Linked DNA regions of Xenopus tropicalis: region 2 is linked to region 1. The links are chromatin contacts, called in public Hi-C maps. All regions are on one chromosome and are shown on one strand. The core of a region is the stretch at or near the end of the contact, and the rest is flanking DNA. Distances in the headings are between cores, read along the strand shown.

Evidence for each region. A called contact is a pair of places that touch in the nucleus more often than the background predicts.
Region 2: a Hi-C map of brain shows a contact between it and region 1, with 3 times the contacts expected there. The contact joins the promoter of usp38 here to the promoter of smarca5 in region 1. A contact is called at or near these places in 4 of 5 Hi-C or Micro-C datasets (brain, liver, neurula embryo and 1 more).

Annotation. Positions count from the first base shown.
Region 1 is chr1:59,239,025-59,243,957 of UCB_Xtro_10.0, forward strand. smarca5 (SWI/SNF related, matrix associated, actin dependent regulator of chromatin, subfamily a, member 5) reads right to left here and starts at 2,679. Exons shown (of 24, transcript NM_001007992.1): 1 at 2,381-2,679. The coding sequence starts at 2,530.
Region 2 is chr1:59,372,564-59,378,061 of UCB_Xtro_10.0, forward strand. usp38 (ubiquitin carboxyl-terminal hydrolase 38) reads left to right here and starts at 1,803. Exons shown (of 11, transcript XM_004911130.4): 1 at 1,803-1,923; 2 at 2,696-3,406; 3 at 4,527-4,662; 4 at 5,134-5,263. The coding sequence starts at 2,725.

The DNA of each region.
Region 1 (4,933 bases), core at 1,429-3,928:
GCAACAAATCTCCCTGTTCACGGGCAACTAATCTCCCCGAAATGCCATCCCACTGGCGAAAATGCAAATTACCGGTGGGATGGCATACGTGGCGCCGCGATTTCCCTGAAATAGCGGAAGTTGTCTTGAGAGGAAACTTCCGCGATTTCAGGGAACAAATAACAAATCTGCCCTTTTTATTTCCTTACACAAGGCAAACAGCCAAAGTTTTCCCCACCTCTTATGTAGATGAAATTTCTGTTACAGAAGTTGGAAGGACAGTGCGATGCATTTGAAGAAGCACACAGTCCTCTTAGCTTCTGTTAAAGTTTTTCTTTTAGGGGCAGGAACATTTAATTTTTATCCCCACCAAGGCCTATTTTTACCTGGCTGGCAATTTCTTCCCTACTAGCGATACACTTGAGCTAGCTTGAAGTTAAAAAAAAAAATAATCCGATTGTTTGGCCCTGGGGCCAAACGACCGGATTATGTAGGCAGCAATGGGGCAGTCGGTTCGGGGACCGCATCAACGAGCTGATGCGGCCTCCGATCCGACTGAATCTTTTAACCTGGCCGATCGATATCTGGCCAATTTCAGGCCAGATATCGGTCGGCCAGCCCGCTCGTTTCTGCCCCTACACGGGCAGATAAGCTGCCGAGCCGGTCCAAGGGACCGATATCGGCAGCTTCTATCGGCCCGTGTAAGGGGGCCTTTAGTCTAAATTTAAGAGATATGTAAAAACTGGTAATGTAACTGAATTTGTGACTTTCCACTGTTGAAAATCATGGGATTACGGACTGGTTATAGTGCATAAATTTTAAACGTCTATTCATAAGTCCTTAAATGTCTATTATGTATATATTCTGGTACTTATGTATTTAGATTTGCCCCCTAATAAAGGGGCTAATAGACGTTAAAGGAGACATAGGATAAATGAAAAAATCTCTAATCTTGTAGGCAATTATGAATACTATATGGTGCTGGTTTCACTTTGGTCTTTAATACCACTATCTGTAAAAATGAACCCTTTATCAGAGCTTCCTATAGATTCTCTCGGGTCCCTGCCTGTGTTTCAAATGCAGTGTGGGCATGTTCTAACTTTCCCTGCCAGAAGCACAGTAGGATAGCACACACACCTCTGCACAGATAGGCTTCAGTTCCCTATCAGGTCAGCCTAATTGCTGATTGGCTTCAATCCTACAGTGCAAAGTGCTGCATGGCCTGGGAACGGAGGAAGTGGAACAGATGGGCTGGACTTTTACCCATTTGGATAATAAATGGGTTAAGCCCCCTTAACCTCAGCTATATCACATTTATTTTTTTTCTGGGGAGAACACTGGCAAGAACTATTAAATGACTGGACTGGGAAATGAAATAAACCCTGGTTTATCAGGTGCAAAGAAAGCCAAACAGTCCCCACAGGCCCAATAAACAGGGACTGACTACAAACAGCTGTTCATTGAACAGGGAGAACTGATTGCTTAGAAATACAGTATTCCATCAACTATTTATAATAAGTCAGGCGAATAAAAATAAAGCCAAAAGGCTGAAAAACAGGAACACAAAGATAACTAATTTAGATCAAGGGCAGAAAAGATCTTGCATACAGTTAATAACTTAAATGAGAAAAGTGAGTAGAGTTTATTTGATAAAGTTGGTTAAAACTTGCACCCTTGCATTAACCCATGACAATCGATCAAAGTTTGCTATTATTGTTCTAACTGAAGAAGGATGAAAAAAAGCTCATCTCTGATTGGTTGCTATGGGTTACTGTCCAGATGCAGATTGCTGATAAATGATCAGCAGTAAGTGAACTAGGAACACATAAGAATCTCCATTAGAAAAATTACGTAAGAGGCCACAGATATCGGCACTACTCCTTGTACATGTTCCGTGAGCCGATAGAAAGGCTGGCAGCAGGATGATGGAAATGTAGTATAGCATGTCAGCTAACAAAGAGTTGGAGGCCTGGAGAGCGACCAGCACTAACAGTAGCCACGCCCCGTACTGGGAGGAGCCGCTGGGGCTTTAGAATGACTTTTGGAACAATGAGAAGCCCAATGCTAAGAGAGTGCGAAGCACCACACCTAGCCAATACTTATAATATATATATATATATATATATATAGGAAATGAGAGGTACCGTGAGGCAGAAGCCCGGCTACCGCGCACATGCGCACTCACGGCTGGACATTTCAATGGGACAGAGAGGTCCGCTTTAACTCTACAGGTTCTCACATACGCAAGTGAATGAGCAGATAAGACATATCTAGCTGCTGAAAAACTACAACTCTCAGCGGCCAGGAGATGGTTAAAATAATGACGTTCAAGATAAAGAAGAAGTTTGAGTTCCTTGGTAGGAGCCATAAAGTGCGTGCTGCCTGGGCCGGCTCCTCTTACCTCCATCGCTTCCTCTTTAACTGCGTCTCCGCCCGGCTCTTGTTTCGCCTGATCGCCCGTATCTACTTCCATAGCCTCCTTTGCTTCTCCTTTTTCCTCTTTCGCTACGGTGTCCGGAGCCGGCTGCTGCTCGGTGCCTTCCGCGGACATGATCAGGATCTACTAACACCGTCCGTCCAACGCGGGGCTCACACAACGAGGCAGGGGGTTTAATGAGAAACCCGGAGTAAAGCGCGATCCTTGAATGGATGCGTGTGTAATCCCACACGCTGCTGGCGGGAGCCACTAGGAAGAGAGCGTAGGGGGCGCGTAGGAGAGCGCACTCGCAATGTGCCGGCTTTTTCCCTCTTTGATCGACAGCGCGCGTCACCAGGGAGAGGGGAAAAAAACGCACCAATCCGTTTGAGATCTCGCGAGATCTAAGCTTTACTAGGGAGCCGAGACCAGATCCCGCGAGATTTGGCCCCGCAAGCCTACGCTAGGGTGATGCGAGTGGCCCATATGGCAGAGGCAGCGGCGGCGCGCATAAAAAAAACTATTGTACCCGCGCAAGAGTGGAATAATGGGCGTGTCTACAGATTGAATGGGAGGCGGGAAAAAAGGGGCGGGCTTCTAAATTGCCGGGTTTACGGGGATGTTTCTGCCTAAAATCTCGCGAGAATAGTTTGTTGTCAATGGTTGGGTACAGTGTATGTCGCATTTAGCGGGTTTGTACTCTGCCCTCTTAGGAGTTTGTCATGTAGGTTGAGAATGGGGATTGTTTTCTACAATGTACCTTAAACCAAACATCTACAAATGAAATATTTTTCATTTTCACACCCTAGTAAACGTGAACTTCTAGTCTTTCAAAATAAGGGGTCATTTCAAGTTATTTTAGGAATACCATTAGTATGAGATAGAATAGGCTATACTAAGAAACTAAGGTATTGCCCAGGGGGCTGTTATGAGAAACATTGGGGCTCTATACAGGGCTGATTCTGCCCCTTAATCAGGCTTTCCAGTGCCGCCCTGTGTATGCTATATGAAGTTTGGGAATAGTCAAAGGATAAGTTCACTTTTTAAAAAGGTTAGTTTGCCGATCTGATTCACAGCTTTTCAAAGCTGGATCCTCAAATAAACAACACAGATTGGCGCTGAAAGCTACAAGGGAATAAGAAAAATGAACATTTAGTCCAGGGATCCCCAACCTTTCCTACGCGGGAGCCACAGTCATGTAAAAAGACTTGGGGAGCAACACAAGCACCATAAAAGTTCATGGAGGTGCCAAATAAGGGCCGTGATTGGCTATTAGGGGCCTCTATGCACCCTATCAGCTTACAGGGGGCTTTATTTGGTAGGAAATCTTGTTTTTATTAAACCAAAACTTGCCCCCAAGTCAGGAATTCAACAATAACTCCCTGGTTTGGGGTCACTGAGAGCAACATCCAACATGTTGCCCCCGAGCCACTGGTGGGGATCACTGATCTAGTGTAATATAATCAAAATACTCAAACACCCTTGTGGTCAAACTTTAAAGGAGAGGGAAAGGCAAAGTCACTTGGAGGAGCCAAAATGTTAGGCACCCCCAGTGACTTTAATCTCTTACCTTCTACCCCGGGCTGGTGCCCCTGTACGGAGAGAACAGCACCAGCCCGGGGTAGCAGCGATTCCTCCTTCCGGCTTCGCTCGCGTACACATGCGCAGTAGAGTGAAAAGCCGAACTTTAACAGAGAAGTTGGCTTTTCACTCAAATGCGCATGCGCCGGTCCCGGGAATTTGCCGGCAAAACGAAGCAGGAAGGAGGAAGTGCTCGCTACAGGTACCCCGAGCTGGTGCTGTTTTCTCCTAACGGGCACCAGCCCGGGGTACAAGGTAAGCGATTAAAATCACTTGGGGGTGCCTAACATGTTGGCACCCCCAAGTGACTTAGCCTTTCCTTCTCCTTTAAAGTGAGCCATGAAACCAAAAAAAAAGAATTTTCCAATTGCCAGTGCTTTCATCAAACTATATTTTGTGTTCATTTATTACAAATGTGCCAACTTCCCGTTCCCCAGTGGCAGCTTACTAGAAGTAGGCTTTTATATGCATATATCAGTGGCTTCTCATATAAACTGCTGTTTTCTTTTCTGCAATTGAGAAGCAGGGGCAGTGCCCATAGTGTAACTCAATATATTAAAAACCAACTTATTGCTTATAGGGATACTTTCTCATACATAATCTCCCAGTACAAGGCAGGCATAATTTATTAACTTAACATCAGTTAATACAAATATTAGCAAATGTTAAAATACATATGCATATATACACACATACATGTACTAAAATACATATTAAAAACAGCCATGGGTACTTCAAATACTATAAAAATGCTCTCAAGTTAATATTAGTATTAAGCCCAAATGGTGTAAATGTTTGGAACTCATGTATCCACTTGCTTTCTCTTTAAAGTGGTTTTCTTGTTAAATCACCTCCCCTCAATTTTTGTTTCACTATTTATATGCCCCAAAATGTTATCCCTTGTGGATTCTTGTTATGTTTCTCTTTAAAGTATTTTGAAACACTATGACTATTCAC
Region 2 (5,498 bases), core at 553-3,052, 130 kb after region 1:
TAGGTAATACTGTAACACTTAGTGAGATGGGATGGCAGACACAGTAATGATTTCTTTACAGAAATCTTACTCCCATCATTCTCCTGAGGAAGAAGTGGTAAGAGAGTATAAGGATCTGTGTCACATAAATGCAGAGCCACTGGCAGCTAAACCAACAGCCAACTCTCCATCTACATGCCCAAATAAGCCTTTCTACCTAAGATCCCTAAGATGTAGCGTAAACAAAACTTTTCCTTTTTGGGAGAAGAGGCTGCTAGTACTGTAAGTAACCAGGAAAAATGTCTGGGACCCACTGACGCCACCATAAAAACAAAAGATTTTTACCGGTAAATTGTGAAAAATATCGCCCTAGTCATTACATAAAGCACTGCATCAGAAAGCCTGTTTACGGGTAACGGCAGGTGACAGCCAGTATGGTCTAACTCAGTGATCCCCAACCAGAGGTTCGTGAGCAACATGTTGCTCCCCAACCCTTTGGATGTTGCTCCCAGTGACCTCAAAGCAGGCCCTTATTTTTGAATTTCTGGTTAGGAGGCAAGCTTTGATAAAAACCCAGTGTAATTGCCAAACAGAGCCTTCTGTAAACTTCCAGTCAACATAGGGCTATCAAATAGCCAATTATCACTCTTATTGGCACCTCCAGGAATGTTTTACATGCTTGTGTTGCTCTCCAAAACTTTTTCCATTTGAATGTGGCTCACAAGAATGAAAGGTTGGGGATCCCTGGTCTAACTCCTCTGTGAAACCCATGGATCCCTAGCACTGGTCTTAACCAACACCAAGTTGGGGTCTTGGAACTTTCTGCTGCAGAATGACAGGAAACCTGCACACATCCAGAATTGGTACCAGAAGAAACAAAGAGTAAATTATTATTTTTGGTTAATTTCACCCATTGTTTTCTGAACTAGCACTTTTTCTGTCTCTGAATTGTGAAAAATCTGAACCTTGTTTGCACAAAAAAACGGAGACCCTCAAGTACTAAGAAATATTACTTTGCACTTTCCTTTTTGGACAAATTTGGAGAAAAGGCTCTGATGGAGTATCTAGTATAAATAAATCTAAAGCAACTGGACTTGTTAAGTAATCATTGAAGACGTTTCACTACTCATCCGAGCAGCTTCTTCAGTTAAACTGACTGGTATGGGAAGTCCTCAGCATATGTACTCTTCATCGCTCTGATGGAGGCAGTATTGCTGGCAGCCAGGAAAATTCCCCTAAATTAGCCCATATGTTGTCCCTAAAATGTAAAATATTGTTCTAGTATTTACATAATTCACTAAGTTAGGGCCAGAGGAAATAAAGACAAAACACTTTTGGACAAATTTTACCTATAGTCTAATCTAAAATTAACCCTTACTCTGTCCCTGAATTGTAAAAAAAAAAAATACCGAAACATCCCCTTTTCTGCACAAAAATACTAGGACGCTCCGACGCCATTGTATAAAAAGCCACAAAACTCAAGATTACATTTTCTGAACACCCTAATTTTTTAAACTCTCTGGCACGTCGCAGCTTCTAAACGGGTTAAATGGAATCCACAAAGGAATTACTGCCTACAAGCTCTGAGCAGACAATTTAATGACTTCTGAATAAATACTGTGAACCGACAGGGGACAGGGGACAGGGGACAGGGGACAGGGCACAGGGCACAGCACGCAACCAACATAAAAAAATAACTAAAATAAGTGCGAGCAGAGGAAACCGGATTCCCAGTGAGCCTACAGCCATTTACTAGCGGCTTTCAAATGTGCAACGCTGAGTTACGCCGTCTCCGCACACCACGCCCACTGGGCGACTACGTGCGCGTCACTGCGCTTGCGTGTAGTCATGATGTCACAATCTCGCGTGATGAGACTTGCGGCGTCGGGATTTTCTGTGAGACAGGAGGCAAGGAGCTTGCAATTTAAGAGCTTTGCGGGACATGTAAGTAGCGATCCGGGACTGCGGTCGTGTTAGGGAAATCGTGAATGTCTCTCGAAAAGCGGCACTGTCGGGCAGCATGAATACATGTTAATAATAGTAATAATAACAACAACAACAACAGAGGTTGAGTTTATTGTTTTTTTTTGTAGATGTATATGGCAATTAGTTTCTCAGTAAAAGACATGAAGACTAGCGTTTACCAGAGGTTGTGGCACTGAACCTTTTCGGTTTAGTTAACCTATTGTAGAGTATAAAAAGAAAACATAGGATTTAGGTGTTGTCAGAAGCTTTAATTTGACTTCCCTACAAAGTATCGTTGTTGTTCAGTTGCTATCTCATGTAATTCCTTTGTAGTATGTTGGCAGTGTTTCACTATAGCAATTCCTGGCCTATGTCTCGGTTCAGTTCAATAGTAGGCAATGCCATGGGATTAACTGACTAAACAAATTAGTCATCATGGGGATATTAACTACAGTATCCTGAGTTGCTGCCTTCAGTTTATGGCTTGTGCTCAAATGTCATAGGCAGTGCACTTAACCTCTAGTTCTGTTCTACTATTTCCACACCATTAACACAAAATAATTTCCTATCCTATGTACATAGTAACCTTGTGGCACCTGTAAGCTCCGGTTAGTTAAAACTATAATCATGCACATCTGGTAAATAGCTGGGGGTTAATACGTTTTTAACTAAGTGGTACTTATACCTATAGGGCCCACCATTTTACATGTTTACAAAAATTCCTCTGTGACTCCATTTTATCTTTGTGCAGATGCAGCATTTCAATCTCTCCAGCTCACAATGGACAAGATTCTGGAAGGATTGGTGACCTCTTCGCATCCATTAAATCTGAAAAAAGTCATAGTAAAGAAAGTTGTGGAATCAGCTGAAAATTCAGTCAGTGAAGAACAATGCAAGGCCATGTTTAGCCTTACTACTCGCTTAATCTTGGAAGGACAGGATCCCTTTCAGAAACAAGTTGGACACCAGGTGTTGGAAGCATATGCCAGATACCATCGGTCTGAATTTGAGAATTATTTCAACAGGAACTTTGTTTTGAGCCTTCTGCAAGAAGGATACAGATCATTAGAGCGCAAGGATGTTGCTATATTAGACTATATCCATAATGGGTTGAAACTGATTATGAGCTGTCCCTCCATTCTAGATATATTTTCAGTCCTACAGGTAGAAGTGTTGAGAATAGTCTGTGAAAGGCCAGAGCCATTTGTAGCTGCAAGATTAAGTGAACTGCTCACTGACTTTGTGCAGTGCATTCCCAAAGGGAAATTGTCCATCGCATTTTGCCAGCAACTCGTAAGGACAATTGGACATTTTCAGTGTATATCAACCTTTGAAAAGGAGCTGCGTGAATATGTTTCTCAAGTTACCAAAGTTAGTAATTTGCTTCAAAATATCTGGAAGGCTGAGCCGTGCACTTTGCTTCCATCGCTACAAGAGGTTTTCGCAATTATATCATCCACAGGTAAGTATCTGTTGTGCGCATTCTGTTCAGATGTATTCAGTCAATTTCAGCATCATTTTTGTATCACTTCCCTTCCTTTCCCATTTGTATTGGTAAAGGCGCCAAGTCTGTAGCATGCTCTACACTGTAACTTAAAAAGTATAATATCCTTTTTATATTACTTCCTAACAATCATTTTGGATGTATTGATTTGCATGGATTTCCTTTCAGAGATAACCAGGGGGGCAGATCTATTAAACATCCAACAGGCTTTCCTGAAGGAAATGTGTTTTTATTTTTCTCTTTCCATAATTTGTTTTCAATTCTTTTAACAGTTGTCCATGTTCTGGCAATAATTGAAGTGCAAATAAATAGTTTAATGACTTGACCTATGTATCAGATAGTTTTAATAATTAAAATTGTTGGACATGTTATAAAAATCATCTGACTGTAAAGCATCAGATTTGGTCATGCACTTAATCCAGAATTCCTTCATTTGAACAATCTCTTGGGCATGAGAGAACATATAGAAAGCAATGATGTTCTCCATCCATAATTGATCAGGATATTATTCCTTTAACTAAAGGTGGCGATACACGAGCCGATCCTAACTGCCGATATCGGTCCCTTAGACCGATTCAGCAGCTTGTCGGACCATGTATGGGCACTAACGACGGGCCTGCCTTACCTATGTCTGGCCTGAAATCGGCCAGATTTTAAATTAGTCGGATTGGGGACCGCATCGGTCTCCGAACTGACGGACACCTATACACGTCATTCTAATTTTATTGTTTGGCCCCAGGACCAACTGAGCGAATTAATCTGATTTCGCCCACCTTTAGGTCTTAGCTTGTATGGGCACCTTAATATCTTAAGGACCAGAAAGCAGTTTCCTGGCTGTTTCAGTGTACTACCTGTATAATAAATTGCTTTTTAGGTTAAAATAAAAACAGTTTTTCTTTCTTTAAATCTGCCACCTATAATAAAACTTTCTATTGAATTTATAACTAACTTATATTACAGTGTCTTAGAAACAGAAAAAAATTCTTACAATACAGAAGGATCCAGTAAATGTTCCATTGTGCTATATATGGGTTTCTTTTTCAACCTCTGAAATCAAATAGCATGTGTTTTTTTCCAGATGCTTCATTCGAACCTTCTGTGTCTTTAGCCAGCCTTGTTCAGCACATTCCCTTACAGCTGATCACTGTCCTCATCAGGAGTTTGACCACTGACCCCAATGTGAAAGATGCAAGTATGACTCAGGCTCTCTGCAGGTATAATCTAAATATATGTATATATATATTGTATATACCTTTACATTATGTTTGTACAGAACAGCAGGGATGTGTCCTCTAAAGATGTTACAACAACAAATGTATTTTATATGCCATAGTCATAACTGTTTTTCATTCTGTATTTGCTAAATGCTTACTTGCTTCCATGTAAACAGCAGCACTTGGTAAAGTGTTTTTATGTATACAAGTGTATGTCTTCTTTTACCTGGGGCAGGTATTAAAGGCAGTACAGGGTAATGCCTTTTTCAAGTGGTAATCTTCAGTGCAGAACAGGTGTTTTTGTTGCCTTTGTAGCAGTAGTCAGAGCTTCCTGTTTGTAATTGCCCCACAGTTACAGAATCACCTGGTTGCTGATAAATGAATACATGTTGCTTAAGAGTGGAATTTAAAATCAATGTGAGAAAGTGTTAGTGATGAATTACACTAAAGACATCTTGTGCCCTCTTTTAGGATGATTGACTGGTTATCCTGGCCCCTTGCTCAACATGTGGAGACCTGGGTGATTGCTTTGCTGAAAGGACTAGCAGCTGTACAGAAATTTACTATCCTCATAGATGTCACTTTACAGAAAATTGAATTGGTGTGTAAGAATCTGAAGCTTTTCCCATAAGTCTCATGGCTAAAATAATCTAGAACATCCATCCTTAACGTTCACTCCTGATTGGACTGATATTGTGGTGATCCATATTTTTATTAATACATAACTAAATTGTGGTTATGTGTACCTGCTGTTAACAAGTCAATATGTGTGTGTCCTAATTTTTGTCTAACCTTAAAATAATATATGCTCATTAGTGTTACTTGATATGTAACAG